Linked DNA regions of Xenopus laevis: region 2 is linked to region 1. The links are chromatin contacts, called in public Hi-C maps. All regions are on one chromosome and are shown on one strand. Each heading gives the region's core, a stretch centred on a gene start, on an enhancer-like site or on the middle of the called end of the contact. The rest is flanking DNA. Distances are from core to core; before and after follow the strand shown. Region 1 holds the start of shroom2.L (protein Shroom2). Region 2 holds the start of LOC108707495 (putative claudin-24).

The links. Hi-C and Micro-C count contacts between places; a contact is called where the count stands out from the background.
Region 2: a contact with region 1 is called in a Hi-C map of the XTC cell line, with 3 times the contacts expected there. The contact joins the promoter of LOC108707495 here to the promoter of shroom2.L in region 1. A contact is called at or near these places in 2 of 4 Hi-C or Micro-C datasets (the XL177 cell line and the XTC cell line).

Annotation. Positions count from the first base shown.
Region 1 is chr2L:79,585,589-79,591,760 of Xenopus_laevis_v10.1, reverse strand. shroom2.L (protein Shroom2) reads right to left here and starts at 4,498. Exons shown (of 10, transcript XM_018246619.2): 1 at 3,356-4,498. The coding sequence starts at 3,568.
Region 2 is chr2L:79,741,753-79,747,911 of Xenopus_laevis_v10.1, reverse strand. It overlaps LOC108707495 (putative claudin-24), which reads left to right and starts at 4,649. Exons shown (of 1, transcript XM_018245494.2): 1 at 4,649-6,026. The coding sequence starts at 4,667. The coding sequence ends at 5,293.

The sequences.
Region 1 (6,172 bases), core at 3,249-5,748:
CTGGTGCGTTGGTGTTGAAGAGAGTCAGGTGGTGCGGCTGGATTTTTCTGACTGGTCTCAGCTGTCTGTTGAAGTTGAAGAACAGAGTGAGCAGAGCACACTGAGCAATGACTGAGGTACAGATCTGGGGCAATATTTTTGCTGCTGCTCTGGCACAGACTTGGGGGGGCAATGGCTGGTGGCACAGGTACAGACTTGGGGGGCAATGGCTGGTGGCACAGGTACAGACTTGGGGGGCAATGGCTGGTGACACAGGAACAGACTTGGGGGCAATGGCTGGTGACACAGGAACAGACTTGGGGGGCAATGGCTGGTAGCACAAGTACAGACTTGGGGGCAATGGCTGGTGGCACATGTACAGACTTGGGGGGCAATGGCTAGTGGCACATGTACAGACTTGGGGGCAATGGCTGGTGGCACAGGTACAGACTTGGGGCAATGCTGGTGGCACAGATACAGACTTGGGGGCAATGGTGGTGGCACAGGTACAGACTTGGGGGGCAATGCTGGTGGCACAGGTACAGACGTGGGGGGCAATGCTGGTGGCACAGGTACAGACTTAGGGGGCACTGATTGAAGTCCTTGCCTAGGGTGCCAAACTACCTTGGCCCGGCCCTAAATTGTATTACCAACTATCAAGCAAGTGTAGTTGAACAAACACCCAAGATCTGTAGTTCATGAATCATTGTTGAGAAAGAAAAATTAAATTTATTATTGAATGACTTGGCATCAGCTCCTTTGCCGATTAAATGGTAGGAAACATTGCCTAGGAGCATTAGCTGTGAACAATTTTCCTTTATTTTCACAAGCATGAAGCATCCCGTCTCTGCTATGTACCACACTCCTATTTCAATGAGATCATCACAACAACTGTTACTCGCATATCTACAGCAACCCCAGGTATAAGAAGGCTTACAGTTCAAGGGTGAGGGCAGGTCCTGCTCCATCTGCCAGCAGCAGTTGCCATGAACTAGAGCACTGGAGCTGGATTGTGGTATTATCTGTACCATAGGAGGGAAATCTGTGGCCTCTCTGATGCTGTAGAAGTACAACTCCATCAACAACCTGTGCAATGTTGTTCATACCACCAGATCTAAGAGTTCTATTGAAATACAAAAAAACCTCCTGTTTCAACACTAAACTGTTTTACACCAAAATTATGTTTCATAGGACCAACACATATAGTCATTAGCTCAGTCACCCTGCTGCATTCTAGTTCTGACATGTCATTCACAAATGTAGCATTCAGTGAATCAAAATGTACTTATTTAAAGAGGTTAAATGCGAACACGTACACTAGTGTTTTCAGAGCAATGATCAGTATACAGGGTCTGACTCTACAGATCCAGAGCCTGTAAAGTGTTGAAAGTAATGTTTAAACTACAACTGAAAGATGTGCCACTGGTTCCCAATGGAAGTCTGTGCTACAATTTGAAGCCAATGTAATTTGTCCAGCAGGAAATATGTTCTTATGTGCAATAAGTGTGTCATTCTACAACCTTAAATTAAATCCATGTAGCTTATTTTGTTCTCCTTACCTTGGTAATTATAAGGGGCTCTCCATGTTCTTTGCCACCTTTCAAAGTAAATCCCCATGGTGCACCTCCAGTAAGAATAACATCCACCAGCCTGTAGCCTTCCATTAGTTTCCTCTCCACCACTGTCTGCCCTTGATCCAACAAACTATGCTGAACCCTTGTATCCTCAGGTAGAAACCTCTCCTGCCCAGCTCTTGGCTCCAGGTTCTCCATGCTGGTAGCTGTGCACTGAAACCAACACTGTGCAGTCCAGGAGCAGTGGATGATAAATGACAGATCCTCCTATGAGCAAATCCCCAGGCGGAGGCAATACATTGCAGGCAGCCTAACACCAATATGCACCCTCTGCTCCAAGAACAAGATCCGACTACCTCAAGAAACGCGATTCTCTTTTCATTATTTCCTGACAGATCAAATGCGCCGGTCTCGCTACTTTATTCCACAGGCTGAGCAAAGGCTAAGTTTCTCTGATGAAACGAACTTTGGGAATGTTTACAAGCAGAGCACCAAGTAAAATGAGCAGCAAATCCAAAATGTCGAGTCGAGTAGAAGAAAAGTCCTCCAGGGAGTTCAGCCAGGGCCTCCTATGGACTCCCACACACTGACCATTGCCCCCAGTGCCCAGGCACTAACGCCATCAGCATAAAACAAAACTCCCCCAGGGCCGTAACGATAAACTACAATAGTTCTGATCTGAAACCCAGGACCTGCTTCATATCCTTGGCCACTTTCAGCAGTTTCCCACAAACCACCTGTTCAGAGGGGGGCAAACTTAAAGAGCAAATGACAAACGTAAGGCAATGGGCCTGTACGAAAGTCCCAGCAGGTGCCCGGTTCCTTATTGTGTCCCCTTCCTGGTAGGAGGCAGGAGCCGACCTCCTGGTTGCAATGCTAGAGGTGACTGAGCTGCTGCTTCCTGCTTCCAACCTGAATGAATAATCAGTTCTGGCTTTTTCCTGCTCTCTGGCCACCCCCCTCACACTAAAGCTTTTCTTTCCTCCAACTGGAGCCTTGTTTTTGTTTCCTCAGCCCGGGATGAACGATTGCGATTTTTTGGGGGTGGGCAAGCACACTATCAGAAAGAAAGAAAGAAAGAAAGAAAAAGAAGAAGCAAATAGAGTTGCTTCCCTGCAGGCTGGCTCCTTCCCTTCCCCCAACTAGTGCTCACCAATCACTCCCTGATTATCCCTTGGAGAGAATGCGCGTGTCATTATAACACTGTCTAATGCTGGGATCTCCAACCTGTTGTCTCCCCCTTCTGCCTGTAAACTACAACTCCCAGCAACCCACACAGACAAAGGAATCTGGAAGATGTAGTTCGATAACAGCTGAAAAGAGCCTCAAGATCCCCCCCACCATGAGAAACATTTATTTAAGCAGTTGTTATACCCAATGTAAAAGGTTTGAAGTAACTTTTTTTTTTAAAAGTTGTATTTATTTGTTTGAACCAACCAACCAACGCATATAGTCATTAGCTCAGTCACCCTGCTGCATTCTAGCTCTGACATGTCATTCACAAATGTAGCATTCAGTGAATCAAAATGTACTAATTTAAAGAGGTTAAATGCGAACACGTACACTCGTGTTTTCAGAGCAATGCTCAGTATACAGGGTCTGACTCTACAGAGCCAGAGCCTGTAAAGTGTTAAAAGTAATGTTTAAACTACAACTGAAAGATGTGCCACTGGTTCCCGATGGAAGTCTGTGCTACAATTTGAAGCCAATGTAATTTGTCCAGCAGGAAATGTGTTCTTGCAATAAGTGTGTCATTCTACAACCCTAAGTTATATCCATGTAGCTTATTTTGTTCTCCTTACCTTGGTAATGATAAGGGGCTCTCCATGTTCTTTGCCACCTTTCAAAGTAAATCCCCATGGAGCACCTCCAGTAAGAATAACATCCACCAGCCTGTAGCCTTCCATTAGTTTCCTCTCCACCACTGTCTGCCCTTGATCCAACAAACCATGCTGAACACTTGTATCCTCAGGTAGAAAACTCTCGTGCCCAGCTCTTGGCTCCAGGTTCTCCATGCTGGTAGCTGTGCACTGAAACCAACACTGTGCAGTCCAGGAGCAATGGGTGATGAATGACAGATCCTCTTATGAGCAAATTCCCAGGCGGAGGCAATACATTGCAGGCAGCCTAACACCAACATGCACCCTCTGCTGCAAGAAAAAGATCCGACTGCCTTAAGAAACGCAATTCTCTTTTCATTATTTCCTGACAGATCAAATTCGCCGGTCTCGCTACTTTATTCCACAGGCTGAGCAAAGGCTAAGTTTCTCTGTTGAAACGAACTTTGGGAATGTTTCCAAGCAGAGCACCTAGAAAAATGAGCAGCAAATCCAAAATGTCGAATCGAGTAGAAGAAAAGTCCTCCAGGGAGTTCAGCCAGGGCCTCCTATGGACTCCCACGCACTGAACATTGCCCCCAGTGCACAGGCACTAACGCCATCAGTATAAGACAAAACTCCCCCAGGGCCGTAACAATAAACTACGATAATTCTGATCTGAAACCCAGGACCTGCTTCATCTCCTTGGCCAATTTCAGCAGTTACCCAAAAACCACCTGTTCAGATTGGGGCAAACTTGAAGAGCAAATGATAATCATAAGGCAATAGGCCCGTCCGCAAGTCCCAGCAGGTGCCCGGTTCCTTATTGTGTCTCTTTCCTGGTAGGAGCCGACCTCCTGGTTGCAATGCTAGAGGTGACTGAGCCGCTGCTTCCAACCTGAATGAATAATCAGTTCTGGCTCTTTCCTGCTCTCTGGTCACCCCCCTCACACTAAAGCTTTTCTTTCCTCCAACTGGAGCCTTGTTTTTGTTTCCTCAGCCCAGGATGAACGATTGCGATTTTTTTTGGGGGGGGGGGAAGCACAATATCAGAAAGAAAGAAAAAGAAGAAGCAAATAGAGTTGCTTCCCTGCAGGCTGGCTCCTTCCCTTCCCCCAACTAGTGCTTACCAATCACTCCCTGATTATCCCTTGGAGAGAATGCTCGTGTCATTATAACATTATAACACTGTCTAATGCCAGGATCTCCAACCTGTTGTCTCCCCCTTCTGCCGGTAAACTACAACTCCCAGCAAGCCATGACAGACAAAGGAATCTGGAAGATGTAGTTCGATAACAGCTGAAAAGAGCCTCAGGTTCCCCCCCCCCCCCCGCCACCATGAGAAACATTTATTTAAGCAGTTGTTATACCCAATGTACAGGGTTTGAAGTAACTTTTTTTTTTAAAAGTTTTCTTTATTTGTTTGAACAACAACATATTTGTTGATGACTATAATAAAGCATTTCTTCTTTATATGTGTTTGAACCATCTTTTTTACATTTTCCCCGACAAGCAGGGGTACATATGAATGAACAAACTTTTTCCCCCTCAACTTATAACAGACACACTACATATAGGGGGGGTTAAGGCCATGGAGGTTGTTCAGTATACTCAAATGTTCCTGTCTTAGGAGTTGTTTATCTGCTGTCCTGTTCTGTAGCTGAGTCCAGTGTCTGCCCATGGGCCCCAGACTTTGTGAAATTTGTTTGGGCAGCCTCGGCTCAAGTAGGTCAGTTTATAGAGTGGTAAAGCCTCATTTATCAAGGATTTCCATCTTTTCAGGGTGGGTGGTTTGGGCAGTTTCCATGACAGAAGAATTGTTTTCCTAGCATAGAAATATAAAGGCCGCAACAGGGAGCAGTTATGCTTGTCGGGCACTATACTTTCCACTAGTCCCAGGAGACATGCTTCTGGTGATCGCATATTGGGCAAGTCCAGAGTTTGTTCTGTGAATGTTGTTACTTTTGCCCAAAATTTATCAATTATTGGAAAGGACCATAAAGTATGCATAAACGTGCCTGGGCTGCCTCCACATTTGAAACATTTGCCATTAGGCCTATGGAATTCAGCCTCACTTGCGTAAGGCAGGTTCTATGTATTGTATGGTACTGTATTAGAGTATCGTTGCTACTAATTACAGTGGATAAATAGGAGTTGGTAAAGTCCTCCCAATCTTCTAGGTTTAACTGTGGCATATCAGATGTCCATTTAGTATAACTTTGGGCAAAGGGATTACCCCTCTGCTTACTGAGTATAGAATAGATCCGGGAGGTTAACCCTTTCTGGACAGGTGCCCTGAGCCCTTCTTCGAGGACTGAGAGGGAGACCCCAGGGGGGGGGGGAGTAGGAAACTAGGTATTTGGCTATTTGCTGCATGTCTGAGTTTGAGGTTTCTGAACCACGTTGTTCTCGGGAGTATATATTCGGTTACTAAAGTTTCATAGGTCTTAAAATTTTTGTTTTCATATAGTTGTCCCAAATATTTGATTTTATACCAGGTAACATGCTTAGGGTAGACGAGGGGCATCCCCTTTGAGTAGTCCCCCATAAGGGAACATAAGCAAGTGATTCAATCGAACCAGGTGCCTCTGCTGACATAGGAAAGACTACATTTTCGGCTTAAGAGGAAAACCACCACGCTACATAGACTAACTGTGTGGTAGTAGTGGTAGAAGTGGTAGAAGCGTGGCATTGATAGCCCACCTCTGCTTTTTGGGGCTGCTAAGGTCTTAAGGATTATGCGCGGTTGCTTATTGGCCCATATAAGGGGGGAGTCAGGGAGTCTAGCCTGGCAAACATACT
Region 2 (6,159 bases), core at 3,400-5,899, 160 kb before region 1:
TTTACCGGAAACTCAACTTTTTTTTTTATAATGCAGGCCCACACAGCAGTCCTAGGCATGGTGCTGCAGAGGTGTCAACATCAACAGGATCTGGGTAATTTTTTGGCCAGAGACCATATCAATAACAAAAAGATCTTTTAAAAATCTTTACATCTATGGCCAGCTTTAGAGCATAAGCCTGCGGCAATCCTGCTTCCTGCACAGCATGGAAATAATGCAAAAAAAAATGGCAGACTCCATTTTTTGCATTTTGCACCCTGCACTGAAGGAAGTAGGATTGTTCTAAGAACAAAGACCTGTGTTTGCTCAATGAACACAGCTCTGTTTTCATGACAAAAGGGTGGGGGATTAGGCAGGCTCTAAGGACAGTACTGCGTGTGCCCACCAACGCTGCACTCTGAACCTGGTGTTGGATTTTTTACCCTACATGAGGTGCAAGAAAACCCCATTCACCCACACCCTTGTAACATTATTATTATTGTTGCTGTTGTGTCACTGGTAACATTGTGTTCAGAGATCAGTGACGTGTTTGTCATGTTTTTTTGTAATCAAAACAGTCTATTGTATTTTAGAATTTATTTGGCCCCCTGTGCAACCTTACAAAAAGTTGCAAAAAAAATTACCATTTTAAACCAATTTTGGGACTATGAATACCATTTAAGTCTATTCAAAAATCTTAACTTACACACATACAAATGTACTCAATACACAAACAAATGTACTATGCATTGTTATCCATTAGATGTCAGCATTTTCACACAACTGCCACAAGGCATAAAGGATATACATGGAATTCTAAGAGATCAGTTTACCATAGTGCCTGTATATGAATTTGTCCAAAAAAAAATTTCCCACATTTTTTAAATGAGTGTTTCTTTGTATTCTGAATTTTTTTTTCTTCTTATATTAAAAACTGCCTGCTTAGAGGTGGCAAAAACTATTACATCCTGTATGGAGAATTTGATCTTGATAATGATGGACTGAAAAAAGTAAAATGTTGCATGTGGAGTTTGGTAATCAAATACTTTAGCACTTTAGTAGAAGGTCACTTTTCGTAATTAAAAAAAAAAAATCTTAGAATTAAAAAAAATATAACTTATAGGGGCAAATTCACTAAGATTCGTAGTTGCGCCAGGCGTAACTTCGCCGCACTTCGCCACACTTCGCCAGGCGTAGTTTCGCCAGCGCTTCGCAAATTCACTAAAATCCGAAGTTGCGCTCAGGGGTAGCGTAAGGTTGCGAAGTTGCGCTAGCGTTGATTCGCTAAGTGAAGCGAAGTTACGCTAGGGAAGGCTAATTTGCATACGGCGCCAAATTCTAATTTCAATGGAGGAATACGTATCAGCACTACAAATGCCTAGAAAACCTTCAAAACATCAAATAAAAATTTTATTTTGCCCTACACGTGCCCACTGTATAGGTAAGTTGCCATGAGTCAGGAAATGTAGGGGGGAAGGAGGGGAGCCCCAAATTCGATCTTTTTCAGCCTATCACCCATAATGTAGAAAACACGCCAGCGTTTTTTGTGACTTAGAAAAATTTTTGACTTTTTTTGAAGCAATCCCTATCTACTCTATTGCGCTTCGCCTGGTCTGAGGTGGCGAAGGAAGTCTAGCGTAAAAGGTAGCGTTCAGAACACTGCGCGCGTTAGTGAATTTGTGTAGTTACGTCCGTAGCGAAACTTCGCCAGGCGTAAGGGTGCGAAGTAACACTAGCGAATCTATGCCAGCGTTCGTTAGTGAATTTGCGCAGTAACGAAAATGCCAAACGCTAGCGAAGCAACGCTAGCGTTCGGCGCTCCGGCGCTTAGTGAATTTGCCCCATAATGCTGTGACATTGGAAAAAAGACAATCATATTAAGACAAAAAAAAACAATATAACACAATAGAAAGTGAGCTCCATGACTGGTGAAAAAAGTTAGAAAATGATTTCTGCTAGAAGACTCTAGAATGTCAGTTTATCAAAATTTGTATTTGTTTTAGTGTTTTTTTGACACCATGAAAAACCTTGGCAACTTTTAGCTAATGAAGTTTTGTGTTAGTATTTTGTGTGGTTTTTAAAGCTTAATAAATTACACATTTTTTGTGGTTTAGAGTAATTAGTATAATCCACGATTTTTAGCACTATAAAATACGATTTGTGAAAATGAAAAATCCTTGGGGTTTCTTATAATCTGTACACATACCTTCCGCAGATCTATGTAGTTGCACAATTTACAATAAAATTTGGATTAGTTCCAGTGGCTTAACTAGAAGGATCCTGCTCCCCTAAAAGAAAAATCTTTGCAGGCACCCCTGTGACTGCAGGTCTACTGTATGGTAGTTATGTCACTGTTTGTGGCTCTTTACGGTGAACTATAGTGGGCGCATCCCATGATGGATCCATAATGTGTAGGTTTGCCACCTTTCCCCCACTGTAACTCCGGGTCGGGGGCGGGATGGTTATGTCAAGGGGGTGGGTAGTTATGTTGTGGGTGGGGTAGTGATGCGGAAGTTCGTAGACATGAAACGCGTCAGACCTTGGACGCTTTTACATATATCTAATGTTCAAATAAAGCTTATAACTTTTAACTATAACACCTGACTTCGGCGGTCTGTGTGTGGGATCCGGAGTGCGCTGTCGCAAAGAGATTGAACGCTGTGACTGCCGTGAATTTCTTAGCGACGGACTCGGGGCGGCTGCACCCGGGTCAAAACATCGATTTGGTAAGAGTTTTATCTTTTGAGAGTCGTTGAACTACACTATTGAAGAGGAGGCTGATTTAACTCTTAAGAGCAGGGTTCGGGGCTTGATGCACCCGAACCAATTAAAGTAATTGGTGAGCAGTTAACTAGCCTATCGTTACCAAAGGGTGTTAATAGAATTTTTTTATATAGAAAAACATTCCCCGTTTAGGAACATTGATAGCGCTGATGGTAGTGGTTTGGGGTAGTGATGCTGCAAAGGTGGGTATTTGGAGCTATGGTGTGGCAATTAGCAATTGACCAATTGTCACATCAATCTTAGGGAATCCTGCCCGGTTTTCCAAATTAGGAAAACTGGGCAGGCAATTTTGACCCGGACAGCCCTCCTGGAAACTGGGCTTTCCAGGTCAAAACCGGACAGGTGACAACCCTGATAATGTTGCAGACCTGGTGTCCAGATAAGGTGTGAATATCCAAGTTTGCAGGTGGTTAAATGCTATTTCTGCAGCAAAACTGACTATATTGCACAGAATGAAAAGGGATGCCCTTTTTGTGAAAAAAAAAATAAATTTAAGAGGAATGAGCCAATGAAATCTTTTTTTTTTTGAGGTCTGTCTTCATATGCCCTTTCTTTTTATAATTGCAGATTCATTCAAATCAGGGACTAACTGTGGACAGGCGGTGAGGAGGCCATACACAGGGGGTGAGGAGGCCATTTAAGCTGACAATTTGGCCCATCCAGACCGAGTATGGTGCCCTCCAATGTGCCTGCCCAAAAGATATATGGCAGAAAATCCTGTTAGGGTTAAGATGGCATTGGCTTGTTAATGTGGACATCAGCTTGTCAGCCTGTATCCCTGTTGTTTTGAACTGATTGTTTGGCCCTAGGTTGAGCACAATATTATCCACCACATGGTGACCATGCAGGGGTACAGTTCAGGGGCGATTCTAGCCCCTTTTCCACCTTAAGTGGCTTGCAGCTGCTGCCATCCCAGAGGGGTCCAGGGAGTCCAGGTTGCTAGCACAGAGAAGCGCTCTTTGAATTTCTGGTTTGAAAACCGTAAATTCATCTCTTAAAGTTACAATAAGCAGCATTTTTGTCTCCTCTAGTAACCAGTGGTAAGATCCGCTCATCTTTTGATCTCACCAAGTAAGCAGTTCTTTTTGAGGCTCTTAGAAACAACCATTCAAGGATTCTCTTCTTTAGAATTTTTTTTTAGATTACAGCTTTTTGAAACCACAATTTGAAACCACAATTAAACTCTATTTCTCTAAAACCACATATGCCATGGAGGGTATAAAAGATCCGAATATAAAAGTATGAATGAAAAAAATGCTGAAAAGTGTGAAAAAATGTGTCCGTTTACAGTCCCTGTGATTACAGTGACATTTCTTTGAATTTAATTATAAACTTTTTTGATCACAATTGTCCCATCTAAAAACAATAATACAATTCTTTAAATTGATTTGTTTCTAGTCTGATTATAAATAATGACCATTTATTAATATCTGCATCTGTATCCACTCTAGTACATGAAAGATTATACTTCTTTCCTTATATAGTACATAAATATTATTTTCATTTTTTCATTTTTCGTTGATTGATTTGTTTCTAGTCTGATTATAAATAATGACCATTTATTAATATCTGCATCTCTATCCACTCCAGTACATGAAAAATTATACTTCATTCCTGATATAGTACATAAATATTATTTTCATTTTTTTACACCAGTAGAAAGCTCGTGTGATTTAGTCCTATTATTTTCTTAGAAGAATTGGCACATTTATTCAACTTACTTTTTGAGAGTTGTGATAGCATCTGACCACAATAGGGCATATGTGACAGAACACTGTAGGCTCAGAAATAGAAAAAGAGACATTGATTTATTCAAGGCAGCCTTCAGATGGGTATGTGAAAGCTTGCCTTTTGCTGGCAGCCAGTCATTCCACACAGAGGCAAAGAAGACAGAGCCGCTCAAATGGATTCAGGGCTTTGCCTTACTGAACTTGCAGCTCTGTTCCTTTCGCTAATTGGTTACATCTGCTGCTTGGTGGCTTTATTCATACCTCGCTGGTTGATTGTCTCGTCAGGTATGCTTGTCAATGAAAGCTATCAACTTGGTTTGTGGCAGACCTGTGCCATTCAAGATGTGGGTTCAAGAGTATGTCAAGATTTCCAAACTATCCTTGACTTGCCTCTTCAGATCCAGTTGGGTCGTGTACTTATGTGTCTTTCGGTATCCTGTGGGGTGCTCGGATTTATGGTCTCCACACCTGCACTGACCTGTCTGAAGTGTCTTGATGACCAAGATAAATATGTTCGAAAAATAGCAATTATGATTGGAGGAGGTCTTTTTTTACTAGCCGGCGCCTCATCCACCTGTTTTGTATCCTACTTTGCTTATGATGCCTTTGTGAAATTTTGGAACTTACCCAAAGACATTCCTCGTTTTGAATATGGAAGTGCTATGTTTTCTGGCTGGACTGGTGGGTTATTCTTAATAGCAGGCGGAAGTGTACTCATTGTTTCCCATTTCTACAGTGGCCAAGGAGAAACTTCACCAGTGGGTTCAAATGCTACAACCATAAACCTTGAATCTGTCTAAAAGTCTATTATTGCTAATATTTATTCCAGAATTACATTTTTATAATCAAACTGCTTTTACTATTCAAATTGTAAAATATTTCTTCTCAATAAAATGCAGATAAATCACAGAAGTGTTACTGTTTTATCCTTAGAAGTAAAAGGAATGTCAAGTCACAAATAATGTCTTTTCTTTTCCACATGTGTGCTGTTTTACAATGAAGGGTAATCTGGGAATAATAGGAGCCTTTGTGTAAGTACTTTACTCACATGCTTTTTGAATTAGCCCCCACCCCTCAGCAAGCCCAAGCTGTAGGCATAGCAATTTCCCATTCAGCCCAAATACATGTAAAAGCCAGAAAATTCCCACACAAGTTGCATATTTGAATTTGTTTATTTTTGATGATCTTGTAAAATCAATATATGCTTTGTTACTACAGACCTGGCCTAGATTGCATTTGCTAGAATGTGTAGTTTATACAGAAAATGTTTCTCGGGTTAGAGAAATTAATTTGTCTAGCTCTGAAAATGATGAGGCAAGAAAATAAATAAATAAAAAAAAGATGACTTGTTTGGACTTGTTTGCAGTGAAATGATTATATTTTTAATAGTCGTACCATTTGAGATTTCATAGAACTCTGTATATCAAATATACCTACACCATATAATCAGCAAATTATATCAGTATGGTGCATTTGTAGTCCAAAAGTTATTATACATACATACATGCATAGCCATACCTTTACATGGTTGAATATAAAGTTATTATACCAGACTTATTTTACCAGTTAGATTATGTCATACTCTACTCATACAGATGTTGGATGCAAACTAGATTGTATTTGAGCTAATTGGCAGCCTATTGTTAGTGTGTGGGGCTAAAACTAT